Regions from separate parts of the Gossypium arboreum genome. Here region 2 is linked to region 1. The links are chromatin contacts, called in public Hi-C maps. All regions are on one chromosome and are shown on one strand. The core of a region is the stretch at or near the end of the contact, and the rest is flanking DNA. Distances in the headings are between cores, read along the strand shown.

What was found. A called contact is a pair of places that touch in the nucleus more often than the background predicts.
Region 2: a contact with region 1 is called in a Hi-C map of leaf, with 2.2 times the contacts expected there. The contact joins the promoter of LOC108463936 here to the promoter of LOC108464474 in region 1. A contact is called at or near these places in 2 of 5 Hi-C or Micro-C datasets (both in leaf).

What each region holds. Positions count from the first base shown.
Region 1 is chr3:28,233,504-28,240,835 of ASM2569848v2, reverse strand. It overlaps LOC108464474 (serine carboxypeptidase-like 50), which reads left to right and starts at 3,260. Exons shown (of 1, transcript XM_017764794.2): 1 at 3,260-4,847. The coding sequence starts at 3,387. The coding sequence ends at 4,751.
Region 2 is chr3:28,362,929-28,370,260 of ASM2569848v2, reverse strand. LOC108463936 (mitogen-activated protein kinase 17) reads left to right here and starts at 2,913. Exons shown (of 11, transcript XM_017763950.2): 1 at 2,913-3,052; 2 at 3,317-3,438; 3 at 4,004-4,412; 4 at 4,502-4,629; 5 at 5,171-5,320; 6 at 5,412-5,567; 7 at 5,662-5,799; 8 at 5,905-5,978; 9 at 6,330-6,428; 10 at 6,530-6,783; 11 at 6,870-7,260. The coding sequence starts at 4,007. The coding sequence ends at 6,976. LOC128290300 (a long non-coding RNA gene) reads right to left here and starts at 2,645. Exons shown (of 3, transcript XR_008280018.1): 1 at 2,613-2,645. LOC108463937 reads right to left here. Exons shown (of 4, transcript XM_017763952.2): 4 at 7,261-7,332.

The DNA.
Region 1 (7,332 bases), core at 2,011-4,510:
AAAAGTGATATTTTCATCTTGTGCAAAGGTGGCTGCTTTGTATGTTTTGGGAAGGTTGCACAATCAGTTCATTAGCTTACTGCATCAGTAATTGTCGAGCCAAAGAGAAAAAATGGCGTGGCATTCGCCATTAAGAAGTGATGATCTAACCCAACATTTTATAATTAAATCTAACCCAGTTCATATTTTTCTATTTCTCAAAATAGGCATTACTTATTAATTTAATTAATTTTTCAAATTAAATAACTTTCTCAACACAATTCTAATTCCATAAAAATCATGGCAACTTTACCGTAAAATAATCAATGAGAAAATATATTTAATTTCTACATTTAACAAATTCACAATGACCAATTAAATTAATTCCATTTTTAACTTCAATTAATTAAATAATAATTCGAAAAACTTAAATTAATTCTCAGGTCATTTTCATACTTAGTGAGAAACTAAATTCATTTCTGAATGTAACCTATTTCTCTAACTTTATCATTTCTATTCATTTAATTTAACATGCAATTCATTTCTGGTTTCAACGAGCTAGCAGAGGGACTGATTGGACATATGTGATTAGGGCTCAAATGATTTATAATTAAGTTTTAGCTTTTCACCTATTAATTTTAAGCTCATTTAGTTACGAAGTCATTCCACTATAGTATCGTAACTGAGCTCTCCCCAATTACATACCATTACGAAAGCTACTTGTCAATGCTCGTCCAATGACATTGTTATAAGTGTGTTACCCTCATAGGATATCATTAATCTCTTTGGGATAAATTTGTTCTCCCAATATGATCTTATTTTATCTCATGGTAATCATTACATCTTCCTTCATGAAAAGTCAGTTACTATCATGTAGTAATTAAGTCATTCATCACAAAGATAAACGACCTGTGACCACATTTACTCTTCATCTATCATGTAATGCCAATGAGAGGATATCATTTACCCATGTCTGGGGCTATGAATTCCACTATTGTGAATGATGCTACATACTACAGAATTTGTATACCTAATGCACCAGCTTTTAGTTCCTTATCTATTTGAACTCAAGTTTTTACTTACTTCAAAGTATACGAGTCATGCATACATAATCCATCATCCACTCAGGATTAAGGTATGCCACATTATGAATGTTAGAGGTGAATAAATCTACAAATAGATTTAGGATCTATTCTTCTTGGATCTTGTCTGATGTATTGTTAGTCCAGTCAGTCACATCTATGCCTCTATCTTCTGGAGTCATCCGCTTTGATGCCCAAGACATCTATGCCTCTATCTTCTAGAGTCATCCGCTCCAATGCCCAAGACAAAACATCTCTTCAATTGGACTTGATAGATAGTATATTCGTTTTCCAATCAATTTGCTCATTTCCTATTAGACTAAGGACATGTTTAAGTTTATCTATTAATATAAGTTGGTTTTCCATATTACGATCCAACCACATAATATCGCTTAGTATTAGTTATACAATCAGTAAGTTAATATTTGCTTTTATTTTGTTTTACATAGAAAAATCATATGAGAACAGTATACAAAGGATATTAATATAATTCATAAATAATTTTTATTAACTAATCTATTTGAAAAAATTACAAGTGTACAAACGAATATATTACACTTAGGACACTAGATCCAACAATACTTATAGTGCATATCGTAAATGCAAATGGGTGTTGGAAATGGGACATTTTTGTACATATGCTACCTCATTCGGTGTTGGCAAAAATTGATAGTAAACGGCCACCTCTTACATGGGATGTTAATTATTTCCCCCAATTGGCAATGGAATAAAGGGGGGGCTTCTCATCAAGATCGACTTATGATGTTCTAATGCATAATAATGTGGTACAAGCTTATCGAAAATGGAGCCTTTGGACTCATAAGGGTCCACAACGAGTAAAAATGTTTCTATAGCTCGCGTCGACTGATAAGTTGTTAACCAATGTGAATCGGGTAAAGAGACATTTGACGGATGATGGAATGTGTCAACTATGCAATGAAGAAGAGGAGGATATTCACCATGTGCTTCAGTAGTGTTTTCCGGCAACCTTCCTTTAGCATGGCATTATTAATCCTGGTAATTTGCTAGTGTTTTTAACCATGAATATTACAGATTGGATTTTCACAAATATATTGGCTCTATCATGTTTTTCTGAGTTGGATAGCAATTGAGATATCAAATTAGGCTTTCTAGTATGGTTGTTATGGTAGAGGCGCAGTAGGAAACTAGTTAACCAAGATTTTGTTGAGTGTGAATCCATTTTGTAGCAAGCTAATCGGTTAACCATTGAGACCAGTAAAGCGAGAGCTGATGAAGTGCTTGTTAGTAATGCAAAGCAGAGAGTTCGATCCCTTATTTACTAGACAAAGCCAAGAGGGGTGGATCAAGGTTAATATAGATTGGACAAGGAATAGTGGCACAAGTGCGGCTATGGCTGAGGGTGTTATTCGGGGTAATAATTGTGATTGACTAGTGGGCTTTACTATAATTACTGAGATGTGTTCGATTATGGAAGCAAAACTTTGTAGAGCCTTGGAGTGATTGCAGCAGACTTGGCATATAGGGGCAAGTAAAGTGATCTTAGTTTATTTGTAATCTCTCTTATTAAAGAGAAAGAAGATAACCATGGTGCTAATGTGTTGGTGAGAGCCATAAAGAGACTTTTAAGGTCGGATTGGGAGGTTGGAGTTGTTCATGTTTACCGTGAGGAGAACAAAGTTGTTGATGCAATGCTGGCAATTGGTGTCCACATGTTTGCACAAGTTCCACAAGTTCCGAATGAAGTTTGTCGTCTAGTTAAGGATGATCTTAATAGTGCTAATACGCCTAGAATTATAGTAATTTAATCAACTTTTATTCTTTTTCTTATAAAAATATCTTTTTCTTTTTTGTTATAGTTAAAGATGATTTTAAAAATATCTTCTTCTTTTTGTTATATAGTTGCCGGGTATTTCTTTAATTTCAAAATGTTAAACCATAAAATTTTATAGAAAATTTTAATACTGTTTGGCAGTTAAGCTTGAATTTTAAATTAAAAATATAAAAAAAAAACTAAATTTCTAAAAATAAAATATGACTAAATTTTAAAAATATAAAAAGAAAATAAAAACTTGAAATATATTTCAACATTCAAATTTTAGTCTAAATTTTGAATGTTGAAATAATTAACCCAAACAAGAGTTCCAAAACCATACTAGTTTATTTAAATTGAATACAAAATTAATCTTTGTAATACAAATAAGCAAAAAGAGCTCTCCTGGGACTTAACTATTTTCGAAAAAAAAAAAAACAAAACAAAACCGAGCATAACTATTAGCAAAACCTGAATAGCAAAATCTATTACTAAAAGCTAATGAGTACAATTTGCAAACACTTGTGACCATAATGGCAAGGAGTAGGTCAACGACAACAAGCGCTTTCTTCTTCCTCTGCCTTTACTCTTCGTTTTATCTCACCGCTTCAACAACTCCTCTCTTCCCCAAAGACGCCCTCCCCACCAAATCTGGCTACCTTCCGGTCAACCACGCCACTGGTTCTGCTATTTTTTATGCCTTCTATGAAGCTCAAACCCCCACTTCCCCTCACTCCAAAACCCCACTTCTCATTTGGCTCCAAGGTGGCCCTGGATGCTCCTCCATGATTGGCAACTTGTTTGAGCTCGGACCATGGCGTGTTGTTTCTTCTCACATGAAAAACGCTCATAATTTGACTCTTGAGCGCAATCCAGGTTCTTGGAACCGCTTTTTTGGTCTTCTTTTTCTCGATAATCCTATTGGAACAGGGTTTAGCATTGCATCGACGCCGCAAGAAATTCCCAGAGACCAACTTTCTGTTGCCAAGCATTTGTTTGCTGCTATCACTGATTTTACCTCATTAGATCCGTTGTTTAAGGATCGTCCTATTTATATTACTGGTGAGAGTTATGCAGGAAAGTATGTTCCTGCAATTGGGTACTATATTTTGAAAAAAAATCCCCAGTTGCCGGTTTCACGAAGAGTGAACTTCAGGGGTGTCGCTATAGGTGATGGACTAACGGATCCGGTCACCCAGGTGACAACTCATGCAGACAATGCTTACTATTGTGGTTTAGTCAACGAGAGGCAAAAGGGTGAACTTGAGGAAGCACAAAGGGAGGCTGTTGAGTTGGTTAAGATGGGGAACTGGAGTGAGGCAACAAATGCTAGAAGCAAGGTCTTAAGCAGGCTGCAAAACATGACTGGTTTGGCAACTTTGTATGACTTCACAAAGAAAATCCCTTACCAGACAGAATTTGCTGTCAGATTTCTTAACATAGCTGAAGTAAAAAGAGCATTAGGAGTGAATGAATCCATGGTTTTCGAGGAGTGCAGCGATGTTGTTGGGGATGTATTGCATGAAGATGTGATGAAGAGCGTGAAGTACATGGTGGAGTTCTTGGTGAAGAACAGCAAGGTACTGTTGTATCAAGGGCTATATGATTTAAGGGATGGTGTGGTATCAACAGAGGCATGGGTGAAGACCATGAAATGGGAAGGGATTGAGAAGTTCAAGATGGCTGATAGAGTGATTTGGAAAGTAAACGGAGAGCTTGCAGGGTACCTGCAAAAATGGGCGAGCTTGACCAATGTTGTAGTTTCAGGAGCAGGGCATCTTTTGCCTGCTGACCAAGCTTTGAATTCTCAGGCTATGATTGAGGATTGGGTTTTGGAGAAGGGCCAATTTGGTGGAAAGCAAAGAGGATCATCGACAAAATTCAGGGCAACACTCTAAAATGTTATTGCTCTTAAACTTGTTCTTTATCTGTAAGTTTCAAGCTATGTAATCTATGCTATTCAATAAAAAGAAATCCACGACCCCTTTTTGTCACATGAAGCCAAAGGCTCTTAACATTATTAACTAATCAATAAAATACCTCTTAACATGATATACGGTTCCAAAGGAGAAGGGAGCAAAACCTATGCTCTCTCTATCAGGCTAAATGTATAACGGTCAGTCTCTTGAGACTACTCAGTTTCTAGGATTACCTGATTTGGTCTTCATCGTCTTAATAATCCTGCTGGAACAAGGTTTAGATGGACTTAGACCCAGGAAGATCCAAGTTACCCTGAGACTTACTAAGCAATTTTTGGGTTTCTATTATAAGTTTCAGCATCGTCCATAGTATTGGTGAAAACAATGAATTCCATAGACATTGTCGTTATTGAGGAATGGTTTTGGAGAATGGGCAGTTTGGTAGACAGCCAAACGCTTCATAAACGAAATGTGGAAATTTTATTCCATCTGAACTAGGCAGAGACTAGAAATCTTAAACCAATTGGGATTTATTAGCAATTAAACAGATTAATGATCCTCATCAAACGGCTCGATGAGATTATATAATCAAGTAACAGCCGCCTCAAGCAACCCACGCCTTCATTGCTAGAATTAACAATAAAATTAAATTAAACATCGAGGGTGAACCCATTTATTATATAGATTTTGCCAAACAAAACTTAAAAAGGAAAACAGCTTAAAAGTTCTCCGTAACAAATTAAAACCATATTTGGGTTATAAACATTGAAAAGGGAGACATTGAAGAAATGGGGTATTCATGTAATGGCTTTTGGAGGCGGGAATATGGTGAAAAGCATCTCTGATGGGGAACTTGAAAGGTGGGAAACTGGTAAAAGAAGACCAAAGATCCCATCCCAACGACTAAAACCCACCAGAGAAAAAAGAACACAAAACCCGTACTATGATGCCATATATAAAGGGTTTGATGTACAGGGCTGATTAAAAGGCAGGGCAGCCTGCAGAGAACCCACAGGTATTTTAAGAGCCACTAAAATACTGCTCTCCCCCATTTGCCTCAGCCCTTTCTCCCTTCGCAACCATAAAGTTTTCTACACAAAAAGAACAGAAGAAAAAAAAAAGTTTGTTCACCTGACCCGAGTGCTTAGGGTTGCCGATACGGCTGAATAAAACCCTACATCACCATACTTGGTCCATTTATAGAGCTAATGATCACGTGATCCTCACGTGCCTTTTTTTTGGTATTGTTGTTTTTAGGCTTAATTCACTCTTTGGTCCTTAGAGTATACTCATTTTTTCACTTTAATACCTAAATTTTTTTGTTACAATTTGGTACCAAAAGTATGGTTTTGTTATGGTTTTTGGTCCAATTTTTGAACCCACGTTAAAAAAAATTCTAGTGGTTGAGTTAACTAACGAAAGAACACCACATGGTGTTTATTTTGTAAAAGTTAGGGGTGAGCATTCAATTGAATCGAGTTGAATCGAGTTAAAAAATTTCGAGTTAATCAAGTTGACGAGCCTTATTTTATCATCCTAACTCGATTTGAATTTTTTTCGAATCGAGTCGAGTGAAAAAAAACTAGAGTCGAGTCTAAACAAGTGAAATTTTTCGAGTTAAATTTAAAAAATTAAATAGTTCAAATTAAAATCTTGTTACAATATAACTAATTTCATGTTATTAACATGATAAACTTAAATCATTAATTAACTTGTTTAGGTCCCCAAAATTATTATTCTAGAAAATTTTTAACTTTCTTTATATATATTTTATAATTTTTTGACATTTTTATATTTTCTAAAAATATAAATTTTGAAATTTTATAAATATTTTAATTTTAAAATATATTTTGAGGTGTTTGGATAGCTCAAAATTACTAAAGATGAATTAATTTTGAAAGAAAATATCCAATTTGAACTTGAGGAAAATTTTGAATGTGAAGCTAAATGGGAAGGAAGGAGATGAGTTGTTTAAAGAAGTAAGGAAGATAAACAATTCTTTTTTAATATTAAGGAAAATTTTCTTTTAAAGACTCCCTATTTTCCCTTGTTTTTCAAATCAGTCATTAGTTTAATTAAAACACATTTTTCTCAATTATTTTCAAATTCGGTTTTATTTTTAAAATTCATTTTAAGTTATTTAATAATCGACCACCTAATCAAAATTTTCACCACCTAATTTTAGACCCAATAATCATTTTAATATTTTATTATTACCATTATTATTTATTTATTTATTTTATCATATTTTAATTTCTATGATATTAAACCTAATTTTTCTCTCAAGCCCACAACCTAATACCCAATTCTTGTAACACCCCAAAACCCGAGACCATCGCCGGTGTCGGACCCGAGGGTTAACAAACCAAGTTCACATGTTTTTGCCCACCAATTTGACATTTCCAGTCAGGCTGGAAAACTGCGTCACTGTCGCCTTAAAAATCATATCTCGAGTTTCAAAACTCGGAAACTGGTTTCGTAAATTTTCCCTGAATTTAGACTCATATATCCATCCATGGATTTATTTCTAGGATTTTTGGTCGGGCCAATTGGTACAGTT
Region 2 (7,332 bases), core at 1,664-4,163, 130 kb before region 1:
AAATTTTGTTGAGTATAGATAGATTCACAATTTTATTGATAGCCTTTTTTGGTATCGATATTAAAATGACATTTTGTTTTTCATTGTATTTATCAATGATCAATATGGTAGTATTGATAATTTTTTTCAAGTATCGATAGCGGTACACTTGTATCGATACCTTTTTCCGTATTGATACGAAATTGGCATTCTGACTTTCAAAGTATTTATCAAGTACCGATACGATATCGATACCCTCTACTTCGTATAGATAAATCTCTTTTGGCTTCAATATTGATGGCTCCAACAATCACTAAATAAGACATTAAATGCTAATAGTAGTGATACTTGTAGAGAAAGTATCAATACCTACTGTTGCAGGTGACATAAATACACTGGCATTTTCATCCCCAACAACTCTATTCAATATTCCAACAACCACAACGGTTGGAAATTAATTTGGAAGTATAAATACCATCCTTAAAAGGTTCTACAACAAAAAGAGAGATTATCCAAGCTCAAATTGCAATCAAACAACCTTTGTGCTTAAAATATCATACTTTTCTTGTACAAACTTGTGAGCTTTCATTGTTATTCAGTTAGCCCAAGTGTCTTATCGTTTCATTTATGCTCAATTAGCAAACAATCCAATCTTTTAAGGATTAATTCTTAGTTTGATTATTTGTTTCACTCTTTGAAAGAGTTGTAACTTAAGGTTTGGGTAAAAACCTTAAGGGAGTTGTAAGGTTAAACCTTGTCATCAAAGGTTAATCAAATTAGTGAATTTGAGAAAATCCTTAGTAGTGGAAAACTAAGGTAGTGGAGTAGGCAATTGGAGCCGAACCATTCTAAATTAATGTGTCCAATTGTTCTATCTTTTCTTTCAAGCATCCACAAATTTTTAAAATCAATTCACCCCACTCTTGGTAATTTTAGATTGACTAATCGAGCTAACACAATTAAATTGATAAATTTTGTGCGTGTTGAGGGTTAAATTGATTGGTTTTAATAGAATTAGAACTAAAAGGAATAAGTATTGAAGGACGATATTTCTTATTAACCCAATAAAAGAAGGCCACATCACATTTCTGTTATCAACTTAACGATATGGTGATTAAAAAAAATCTAACTTCAAAATCTTTAGTAATTAAATCTAAAAAAATTATAATTGAACAATCAAAATAGAAATACTCTCATAATTAAATCACTGTTCATATAATTTAAACCTTCATCACCCAACCGTTTTAGACTTAATAATATAATTAATAAAATGGAATTTATATAATTTAATGATTAAATACAAAATTTTATTGTTAAGTCACCAGTAAAAATGCATTACATTTGTTTCAGAAAGTCAACTAATGATTATGGATGAAATTTAAGGGAAAAAATGACAAAAGAAAATAATAACAGGGGAGTGATTTTTATTTTAATTATATAATCTTTATATGAATTTAATTTAAAATATCATCAATAATAAAAAATTATTTTAAAACGCGTGAAATTAGGAAAAACAAAAGCACGATCTTAATTTGACATTAAAAGGGAGATTATATTGTTTGTCCACTAAATACTAAATTATTAATAAGTTTTCGATTTGATTAGTTAATTAAAAAATATAATTTGGTCATTAAAATTTTAAAAATTATTTTTGACACTTTTTAATTGGTATAATAATAATTTTAATTCTTAATTTTTATACTTTCTATTAATTTGATCTTAATTATAAAAAATAAAAATGATTTTTTAAATTTAAAATTTCTAAAAACAAAAATAAAAGTAGATAAAATTTTCAAAAATAGATTAAGTGAAAGAAAATGAGGAAAAATATTTTAAGCCATCCAACTTTTCTCTTTGTATTATTTGTATGGAAATATCCAATACTCATACTTTAAAAACATAAAAAAAGCAAAATTAATGGTTGATTTTTTTTTTGCATCTTCTGTTTCTTGACATAGCTTTCATATCCTAAGAAAAGAAAAAACAAATAATTTGTTTTACAATTTTAATTTTGAAAATAATTTAAATTAATTAAAATTTTGATTTGAGTTTGAAAAAGAAAATTTTGAGGTATATTTTAGCTAAAAAAATGACAAGCTTATGTAAGATCAATTTTAGATTTTCTTTAGGGTATAAAACTTAAATTGAATATATTACTAATTTAGTTTTGAAACATTGATAAAGCATGTAATGTAATGATCTAACAGTTTTTGTTCAGTTTTAAAATTGTTATTTAATTATAATGAAAGACAATTTTCTTTATTTCTCATACATATTAATTCTTCAACGATAACATTTTTAAAGTTTTATTTTTCTAGATTTTTTATATAAATTTTTTATTTTTAATTAATTTCAAGATTTTTAAAATTTGAATATAAAATTAAGATCAAATTTATAGAAAATATAAAAATGAGGACTATTAATATTATTATATTAAGTAAAAAGTGTCACACTTAGCAGTCAGATTAGAGGAAAATAATTTTAAAACTTAAAAATAATCAAATTGAAATTTTCTTACTAACTAATAAGTTTTTCCTTAAAGATGTTGACTATTTTCTTGGCCCCAAAAGAAAAGAAAAGAAATCTAAATTGATATATAAGAAATTTCCAATTTCATAGACGAATGATGTTACCTTACGTAACACAGACGACAAAGTTACTCCCTCAAATTGCAGTGCAAGACATTGAACTCCAAATGTATTTTGCGTACGTGGCACCACCTCCTTCATTATCATCCCCAATACGAAATTTGGCCATGTTAATAAAACCATAAATATAGGGCGTGCGGAAGGTGAAGGGAGGGAAGGGAGAAGCGACGGAGCTCAACCCTAAATCACCCTTTCACCGCACGAGTTTCATCCACTCAGCGATTCGCAGCCTCCGCGTCAAAATCTCAACTCAACTTGCCTTGCTTTGCTTTCCCCTTCTGATAAATTTCATTCTAGTTATTAATATTACAACTTAATAGCAATCCTACTTACTATCATCTATGGCCGATGCCTGAAACGACATCACCTCACCTCTTCCCCGATCCTCTCTCTTTATAGCTCCGGAAACGTGGGGATAAGATAAGGTTCGAATTTCGAGCAAGTCCTTTTTTCAGATGAATATGCCTTTTTTTATTACAAAAGAAAAATATGATGATTTTTTTAAAAAAATTCGGTATTTTATCAAATTTATATTTGTGACATAAATAGTAATGATGACCTTTCTGACAGCAGTTCTGTTTTGACATATTCAAGTTTTTGTCAGCATCCTACTTGATACGGGGTATTATATATACGTATAAATATACGTTTACGTTACACTGTATTTTCATACGTAGAAGGTGTTGCAGGTGTTATTTGAGCAGTTCATATCTTGTCTCCGCGTTTATTTGAAGGAAGCTCTTCTCTCATCACTCATCAATATTCAAGCTTCTGCTTTGGCCTCTTTTGCCGACAGAAAAAAAAAAAAAGAGTAATTTCTCTTTTTTCTCCTTAATCAGTTAAAGTATCTGTTTTTCTTTTAAATGAGACTTTTTTTTTTCTTTTTCTGCGGTTTGAATGTCTGTTAGATGTGTGATATTGAAGCTTGAAAGTTTCCTCATAGAATGAAAATTTTAGCTTTTACGATGAAAATGACTGAAAAACAAAAGGGGATTTATTTATAAGTTTATTGGGTTGAATTTCTTTTATTGAGTTTTAATGATAGTTAGTATTCGTCTGCATAAAGCTTTTTCTTTTCTCCTCTTAGCTATTTTCTTGGAGATTCTTATTAGTCTTGAACATTCAACAAAGGGTGACAGTTATTCTTATATTTAGAAAATATTTTGAACATAAATCTGTAGTTAGATCCATTTGGCTCTATATAGAAATCTACCAAATCAATGGCTTTGAGTTAATCATAACATTCATATTATATGATAGGTGGTTTGATATGCTTCTCTTGTATAACTTTAAGTACACTGTGAGAATGCTTAGGAGTAAGTTTTTTCATGTTACTTTCTTTCAGATTGAATCTAATGGTTATTTGTTTTAATCAGAAAATGTTTGGCAAAGACTTTTTCACCGAATATGGCGAAGCAAGTCAATATGAAATAAAGGAAGTAGTAGGCACAGGAAGTTATGGTGTGGTTGCCTCTGCAATTGATACTCACACTGGAGAGAAGGTAGCTATTAAGAAGATAGCCAATATCTTTGAGCACACATCTGAAGCCACACGTATTCTGAGAGAGATCAAACTTCTACGGCTGCTGCGTCACCCTGACATAGTTCAGATAAAACACATAATGCTTCCTCCATGTCAAAGAGAATTCAAAGACATATTTGTTGTTTTTGAGTTGATGGAATCTGATCTTCACCATGTTATAAAAATCAATGATGATCTAACCCCTGAGCATCATCAGTTTTTCTTATACCAGCTTCTTCGGGGTCTGAAATACATTCACACAGGTTGCCTTCTTTTACATCTCAATTGTTGTACCAATTTGTGATTATAAATGACCCACTTTTTATTAATCTTTTCCTTTCAATTTTTTCAGCACATGTTTTCCATAGAGATTTAAAGCCAAAAAATATACTTGCTAATGCGGATTGCAAACTGAAACTTTGTGATTTTGGACTCGCTCGGGTGTCATTTACGGACGTTCCTTCTGCTATTTTTTGGACTGTTAGTGCTTCTTTCTTGCTTCTGACTGCTTTGCTATTCATAACTATTGTGTGTACCATGTTTGCTGTTTTCACTATCTGATCATCATTTAATCTGTTAAGGATTATGTGGCAACTCGATGGTATCGTGCTCCTGAACTGTGCGGTTCATTTTACTCCAACGTATGTACTGTTGTTTTCCTTTTCTTCAATTGGTTTAATATAGGAATTGTTAGTCAGATGTATAATTAATTTTCAGTTGTCCTCTTTTAGTCTTTTTAGGGATTTTTGTGTTAATAGGCAACGACAAAAACTATATATTTTAGTTTTCTTCTTGTGTCATGCTTGCTACCCTGCTTGAGGAGGTAAAATGGCCGGTTCTTGAGTAAGAAAGAAGCTTCCTTGCATATACTTTGTGAATTGAAGATTGTCTAGATATATCATATACATGTCATACGCATACACTGCTAGTAGAAATTATATTCTATTCAGGTGAACCAAATTGAGCAAAACTTCTCTAGGAACTTTGTTTAATTGATTTTTAAACCCAATTATTTGTGCAGTACACCCCTGCGGTCGATATTTGGAGTGTAGGATGCATATTTGCTGAGTTGATCACTGGAAAACCATTGTTTCCAGGGAAGAATGTGGTGGACCAATTGGATCTTGTGACCGATTTGCTTGGCACTCCCTCTGCTGAAACAATCGCAAGGGTTTGCCATCTCTTTTAAGATACTTCCCTGGCTTTTTCTAAACAGGGACAACATCTTTTCTAACCATCTTGATTCTTCATAATATCTGCAGATTAAGAATGAAAAAGCTAGAAATTATTTGAATAGCTTGAGAAAAAAGAAACCAATTCCTTTCTCAAAAAAATTCCCAAATACAGATCCATTGGCCCTCAAATTGCTTGAGCGTCTGATCGCATTCGATCCTAATGATCGTCCATCCGCTGAAGAGGTAAACTATAGGGGTTCTAATAGTTTTAAGGTTTGAATCTCTTTTCTTCTTACGTTATTGTATTTCCTAACTTTTATGATTGTTCTTTATGCAGGCATTAGCTGATCCATATTTCCATGGATTGGCAAATGTGGACAATGAACCATCCATGCAACCCATTTCAAAATTGGAATTTGAGTTTGAAAGAAGGAAATTATCAGAAGATGATGTCCGAGAGCTAATTTATAGAGAGGTATTTATGTGCATAGAGATTAGTTCTTGCCTTAGTGATAAATTATCCATTTTAATGCCCTCTTCTATTTAATGTTTACTTCATCTTATTTTAAGTTGCAAATAGATATTAGAGTACCATCCACAGATGCTTCAGCAATACCTTCAAGGCAAAGATCAGATTAGCTTCATGTATCCAAGGTAAAGCATCCAAACTGATAGTTACATTGAACATGAGTGTCAGGCCTCAGCTGCTGGAACTACAAAGTGATGAAGTGTTAAGTTCCTTTATATTCATAAACTGATAGTGATACTAAAATCTTGTATTCCACAAAAGATTACAGTGTTGCATGTGCTGAAAGGTCGTGATGAGCAAAACTGTCATTCGTCATGAATGATGTTATTATGAACACCTATTTCACATTATCATTGTTTTAAGTACTGTTCTACATATGCTTGTTACTGCAATATTTGTCATAACTACAGCTTACATCCCTATATTGTTACTCTAAATGCTGCTGAATGTTAATCAAGTGTTTTATGTCAACGCAGTGGAGTTGATCGGTATAGGCAACAATTTGCCTGTCTTGAGGGACAAGGCAAAATTGAAAGAGGCATTCTGCTCCAAAGGAAACATACATCCTTGCCAAGGTAAATATCCGGAAATAGATGCATATGTATATTCTTATCTGCGATTTTTTTAATTGAATGTGTTGCTTTTATTGTACTGACTACGATCATTTGTTTCTTAGGGAGCGAATCTGCAATGATGATACTGATCACATTGATGAATCAAAAAAACGTACAGTGGCTTCTGCTGGTCGTGCAACCCTTAAGAGCCCTACAAAGTTGCAAGCATCCGTGGAACCAGAATATGTAAACCAAAATGTGGCAGGGACTCAGAAAGCCTCTGGCAAACCTGCGCAAAACGGTCGTCGCCTGTCGAAAAGTGAAAGCATTAGTGCTTCAAGATGTGTGGGCGTCATTCGAAAACCTCAAGGGGCATGTCATTCTCTAACTATGTATTTGACTGTCGTTCATCAATGTTTTTTTTAGGTATATCATCTTATCTCACTTCCTTTTGCTTTCCAGATGCACGGAGAAGTGCAGAAACTGGTCGCTTAACATGCTTGGGAACTTGCAAACGTTTGACTAAGAAAAATCTGCCGATTCTTGGTTTTCTTTTGCTATGTCCATGATATTCCTCTGGAGGTTCTTAATCTGTCTTAATCAACTAATATGTGCTACCTGTAGTTACTTTATTGTACTCTGGACAAGGAAAAAAATTGCCTGACTTATGATTTGGAAATTATTTAAGGCAGGCAATCTTGCGGTGACAATTTGGGTCAATTCCCAATAGTTCAGCAGGATTCAGCTAATGCACTCACACATGAATCAAGCAATTCAATTACGGGCAGATTTTGCCATATTCTTATTGTACATACCATGGTAATAAATCAAGAAACATGCAATTCGACTTCAATTGGTGGCAGATATGGATGCATTTGAGATTTGTATATATTGATGTGATGTTTCTCGGTAAAGTTCAACAAAT